Linked DNA regions of Mus musculus: region 1 is linked to region 2. A link is a contact called in public HiChIP or PLAC-seq data. All regions are on one chromosome and are shown on one strand. Each heading gives the region's core, a stretch centred on a gene start, on an enhancer-like site or on the middle of the called end of the contact. The rest is flanking DNA. Distances are from core to core; before and after follow the strand shown. Region 1 holds the start of Aff4 (AF4/FMR2 family, member 4). Region 2 has its middle 55 kb from the start of 9530068E07Rik.

The links. HiChIP or PLAC-seq counts read pairs in DNA pulled down with a chosen protein or histone mark.
Region 1: a contact with region 2 is called in a FOXA1 HiChIP or PLAC-seq map of pancreatic cancer cells. The contact joins the promoter of Aff4 here to the enhancer-like site in region 2. A contact is called at or near these places in 1 of 39 promoter capture datasets (hippocampal neurons) and 5 of 115 datasets of contacts at active chromatin or transcription factors (embryonic forebrain, embryonic limb bud, forebrain and 2 more).

What each region holds. Positions count from the first base shown.
Region 1 is chr11:53,349,379-53,352,078 of GRCm38.p6, reverse strand. Aff4 (AF4/FMR2 family, member 4) reads right to left here and starts at 1,312. Exons shown (of 21, transcript NM_033565.2): 1 at 950-1,312.
Region 2 is chr11:52,450,044-52,452,743 of GRCm38.p6, reverse strand. No RefSeq gene overlaps it. Among named protein-coding and RNA genes, the nearest start is that of 9530068E07Rik, 55 kb to the right of the region's middle. Within about 2 kb of position 1,348, at least 11 of the 459 cell types and tissues checked have an H3K27ac peak or open chromatin away from gene starts, as enhancers often do. A contact at or near this core is called in hippocampal neurons and pancreatic cancer cells, where this site is marked.

The DNA of each region.
Region 1 (2,700 bases), core at 63-2,562, 900 kb before region 2:
GAAAAACCAGAATTCTGACTTGCAACTGACGAAACTCGGAGAACCCTGAATCGAACTCTTGGTTCGAACTTCACTCACAACCATTTTCAGATCAGGGCTCTCGACTCCCCATAAAGGTGTCATCTGTGAATGAAAAGCCTAATAAGGAGACCCCACAAACACCCTGGGCTCCTGTACCCCATGATCCGTTCTCAGAGAGTGGGAAGCAACAGCAAAGTGGAAGGAACAAAGCACTGACGTCAATTACGAGATTAACCCTGCGCACAGGCAGCTGGGGAGGCCTAAACATCAATACCCAAAGCCCGGCCATGGCGATCGCCAGGTACCAGGCCGGTTCCGAGCGGGAAGGAGGGTTTCTCCTATTCCAACCCAGGTTCCCATTTTTCCACTCAAACCCCATCGACCATCAAGGACGGAAATTAACACCCCCCCAGCCTCCCCCCCTTTTTTTTTTCTTTCGGTGGAGGGGAGGTGGGAGAGTGGGGGTGGGGGGAGGTGCGCAGGATCGCGAGAAGGAAGGCGAGAACTAGTTGAGAAATGATAGCCAGAATCTGGGCCTATTTTCTCTTTAACTAGGAATGACTTGAGTCAGACGAAGGAAAAATTTTTCAAAGGATAAATCCGCCGACCGAATCAAAGGGAGGAATGGAGGAAGGGACAACGGGGGGGGGGGGGGAGGAAAAAAAGAAGAAACGGCCAGATGATGGGCGTCTGGAATGTCGGATGGGAACGGCTTGGCCTTTAAAGAAAAAAAAAATGATTTTTCTTGTTTGAAATTGATTTCGGAGAGAAAGTGGGACGAGAAAACGTAGGGCGAAGCCGGATCCAGGGGCCCCCCGCCCCGCGGGTCTCCGCCAGCGTCAGCGGCCGGAGCCTCGCCTTCCCCGCGGCGCGGCCGCGCCTCAGACGTCAGTCAGTCAGTCAGGCAGGCAGTCAGGCGGCTTCTCACCTCCAGTCCCCGCTCCGCTAGGCCCGAACCATTTCCCGACCGCGGCTGCGGCGGCGGCGGCGCCCGGCCTGCACCTTCACCGGACGCGCATTCGGGCCCGCCCAGGAGGCGGCGACCGGCTGCCTGGGGCGAGGGGCAGCGGCCGATCCGGAGGCCACGGGGAGCCGAGGCGGCGCACCTCACACCGCGGACGCCAGGGTTCCGCCCCGCTCCATGACGGCCCGGCCGAGCCCCGGACGGGTGACTGAGGCGGGGGCGGGCTGACGGGGCCCTGGCACCAAGATCCCCGCCCCGTCCGCTGGGGGCGGCGGTGGCGGCGGCGGCGGCGACGACTCGACTCCCGCAGCCGGGACTGGGACTGACGCAGTGGCCGCGGCCCATGTGACCAGGGCCGGGCTGCTGCGAGCGTCACGTGACCAGGCCGCGCCCCTCCCGCAGGCAGCGCGGGGGCTGCGGCCCTGCTGCTGCTCTGGAGGCGGCGTCGGCGGGGCTGACGCGCGGGCTGACGTGCGGGGGCGCCTGGGCCCGGGGCTGGGGAGCGGGGATGCGAAGCGCGGGTCGCAGCAGGTTCCGCGGGGCCGCACCAGCGTCAGACCCGGGGACAGAACCCGGCCCGGGGCACACGCCCTCCTGCGCAGCCCGCTAGGGAGGCGCCGCGGGGCGGGGCGCAGCCCGGCCGACCGGTTTTGGGGTGCAGGTGAAGGCCCAGGCCCTGCCGCCCGTGTCCCGCAGCGCACCGCAGGAGTAGAGAGGGAAGGATGACGTGGAGGTCCGCAGCGACGTCGTCCACTGCTGCGTGTGACTTACTGTGGGAGGATAAGCCGGCCCTGCATCGTCTTAAAAAAATAAATAAATAAATAAATAAATAAGTAAATAAATAAATATCAGCCTCTGTGGGCTACTTAGTGGATTCAAGGCCAATCTGAGCTACTAAGAAAACCCTGTCAAAACAACACACGGCGACACACACACACACACACAAACACCATCGCTCTTAACATCCTGCTAGTCCAGACAAGCCATAATTTAATTGGAATCAGTAATTAGACAAAGTTTTAAGGTTTCCTAGAATCCAGTAATAGTAGCGCAAGAAAAGTGTCCTCTTCCTCTACATCTGAAAAACATACAATCCTGTCATTGGTGTCCCATGTCTCTTATCTGCTTTCTTTATTTGATGGTACCTCATGCAGATTCTCCACCTCTAACATCTTGAAACACTTCACTCGTTATTTGTAGTTTGTAATTTCACAGTTTGGAAATCCACTCAACTACACACGAGTTCTAAGCCATGTCTCAAAACCACTATCGAGGTATGGTCTGGCGCACACCTTTAATCCCACCACTCTGGAGGCAGAGGGAGGAAGATTTCTGTGAGGCTGATATACATATCCAACACTGGGCAGGTCAAGGATATATAGTGAGAGCCTGTCTCAAAAAGAAAAACACTAAATAAATCTTAAGTTTTACATAGGGTTTCCTCTGTGTAGCCCTGGTTGCCCTGGATCTCACTTTGTAAAACAGGCAGGCTTGGTGCTCAGAGATCTGCCTGCCTCTACCTCTGCTTCCTAAGTGCTGGGATTAAAGAAGTGTATCAGTGTGCCTGGCCATCTTTTCTACTTCCTTATGAAAAATACTGGTGGTGGTGAGATAGTTCAGTGGCTTAAAGGCACTTGCCCACAATCTTGGTGACCTAAATTCTATCCCTGTAGCACACATATATATCTTTCCTTAACAGGTACATTCACACATCA
Region 2 (2,700 bases), core at 99-2,598:
GGGAATGAGTGGCTACATCTGGGTAAAGCTAAGGTGGAGAATGGACAGGAAATAAGGCTAGGCTGAGCCTGGACTTCTATGGGAAAAGGTAGGGAGCCCTGTGTTCCACTGGCTGAACCCCACAGCTCCCCAGGAGTCCCCCCAGACTCATACTCACATTCCCCATTTGAGCTGTGAAGTTCTTCCAGCTGGCTAGAACTGGTCTGGGCATAATAGGCAGATCTGCACACCAGTGGGGCCTGGTCACGGCAGGAAGCTTCGTTGATAAATAGTATTGCTTTGCAACCACAGCTCTGAGGCATCTCTAGCAGTCTGGACCAACTCAGCAGCATCATTTATTGATTACAGTGAGATGGATGATTGGCATCTGGTCTCTGAGAGGTCTTCAAAAGGCAGCGCCATCAGGCTGGGATGCAAGAATTCACCTCTGATCAACACAGTCTAAGAAGCCTGTACCAAGACTCCCAGTCAGAGCTCATATCCGAGAATCCCACACTCGTGCCACTGACCCAGGAGAGAGAGAACAGGCGAGTGGCCTTTCCCAGGGGTTCAGAGCAGTCTTTCCAGAGCATGCTGCAGTGACAGTTCCTCTGTGGAACGCTGCTGCTGCTGTGTCACAGCCTGTCTCACACAAATCAATAGATTTGTAAGCATTGGCACCATGGGTCCTGTGTGTCCTCAGCCATCAAGCCCTGTCTAACAGCTGTCTCAGCACATGCTCAGCCTCCTCCTCCTGCCTCCAGATCACAGTGAGAGCTTTTCTGACACCTTAAAATAGACCTTGGATCAGGTCAGAGGACAACCACTCTGTGTGTGTGTGTGTGTGTGTGTGTGTGTATGTGTGTGTGTGTGTGTGTGTCTGTGTCTGTGTGTGTGTGTCTATGTGTGTGTGTCTGTGTGTCTATGTGTCTGTGTGTATGTCTGTGTGTGTGTATGTCTGTGTGTGTGTCTGTGTGTGTGCGCGTGCAAGCGCGTGTAGAGGAATCAGATCCAGGGCCTCACGAATACTATGCAAGCATTCTACCACTGAGCTACATCCCCAGGTCCCATTGCAGCCATTTTCAATTTTGTTTCTCACTCTGGACTCCGGAACCAGGCACTGCTGGTGAGACAAGGCCCACAAAACTCCCAAGTGTTTTCCAACCTCCAGGGAGAATAAGAAGTTCTCTGGATTAAAACCTGTGGCCATGGAAACTGAAATGTAAAAATCAGACTTTTCTAACCAAACTGAAGCTTATGCAATTAAACAAACGAATGACTAATGAAATGACTATAAAGCGCTTTGCAGAAAGTCTGTGTAAATGAAGGCAGAGGATAATGAGACATGGTGAGGCTCTCCCCGCTCTCACGAATGACTGGGAGAGTGCTGTTCTAAGTCCTCCCACAGGGATTGTGATTTGGGAGAGTGCTGTTCTAAGTTTTCCTGCGTGGAACACTGGGCGTCAGTATTCAAAGACGTGTCAGTGTGCAAAACTGAGCAATTTGGGGGAAAATGGAGATCTTAACCACAAGGCCTGATTTGTCTGTGAGCCTGGATACCTGGTGGGCCTCACTGGACAGACAGTCAGCCTGGCTTCACACAGGACAGCTGGGGAGAAGCTCTGCAAAGCGTCAGGCAAGACTACCTTGAAGACCCTCTTTCCCAGAAAAGCAAGCTGCAGCCAGTTGGACTCAAGGCTTCAGATGCTTGAGAACATCTTCACAGGCCCCAGGGGGGTGGAAACAAGGACTCAGCTACCCCTATGTCCATCACACAGATAGCTGAGTCCCATAAGACTTCAGTCATCGCTGTGAACTGCTGGGTGGAAGTAGGAAGAGGACTAAAGGTTGTCCTCTGCCTGCTTTAACCAAGGAAAGCTTCTTGTGAGAGGCAGGGCATTCAATGGGGACAACAGGGGCAGTGCCAGCTAAGCACCTTGGAGGGACACTGGAGGAAGGTGAGCTGAGAGCAGAAGGCGTCATGAGAACAGGTGAGCATTTCCCTCTCTTTGATGCTTATTTCAAAGCACGAAGTTCCCAAGGCTGCAGCCAATACACTTTTGGCACATGCCTTTATCTCTCTCTCTCTCTCTCTCTCTCTCTCTCTCTCTCTCTCTCTCTCTCTCTGGTTCTAACCTGGAAATGCAAATCCACCATGTATAGTTTATAGCTCCTCGCTGGCCAGGACCACAGATCATCCATCAGCTCAGAAAGAAACTTCTAGAAATACCTCCATCTACTTCCTTCTCCATCAGAATCGCCTTTGCTTAAGGGTACCTTGGAGCAAACGGTCATCTCCTACACTAATGCTCCCCCAAGCCTGCCTCCCCTGTCTTCTGCCACTGAATTCTCCCACTCCACTCAGTCAAATGGGGTCTCTCAGTCGCATTCCCTCCCTGAGACTCGGGGACCATTGCAGGAGAGGAGGCCAGAGGTTGTAAGAGCCAGAGGTCAAAGAGGACCAGAGTGACACAGTGTCTTCTGGACATGACAGAGCCACTTGCATGTGCTTATGACACAGGGACTCATGGTGCCTGTAGCTGCCTGCACAAAAGCTGTGGAAGATCAAGCCAGATAGTGTTCTAGTAGGAAGGGGGAGGGGCTCACGAGCTCCCACCCTTAGCTGAGGAGCTACGAACAGTTTGTGGCTTCTTGGGGAAGGAGACTCAGTTTCTTTAAGGGTGTGGCTCCTGGTAGGTGGGCCATGCTCTAGCAGATGGC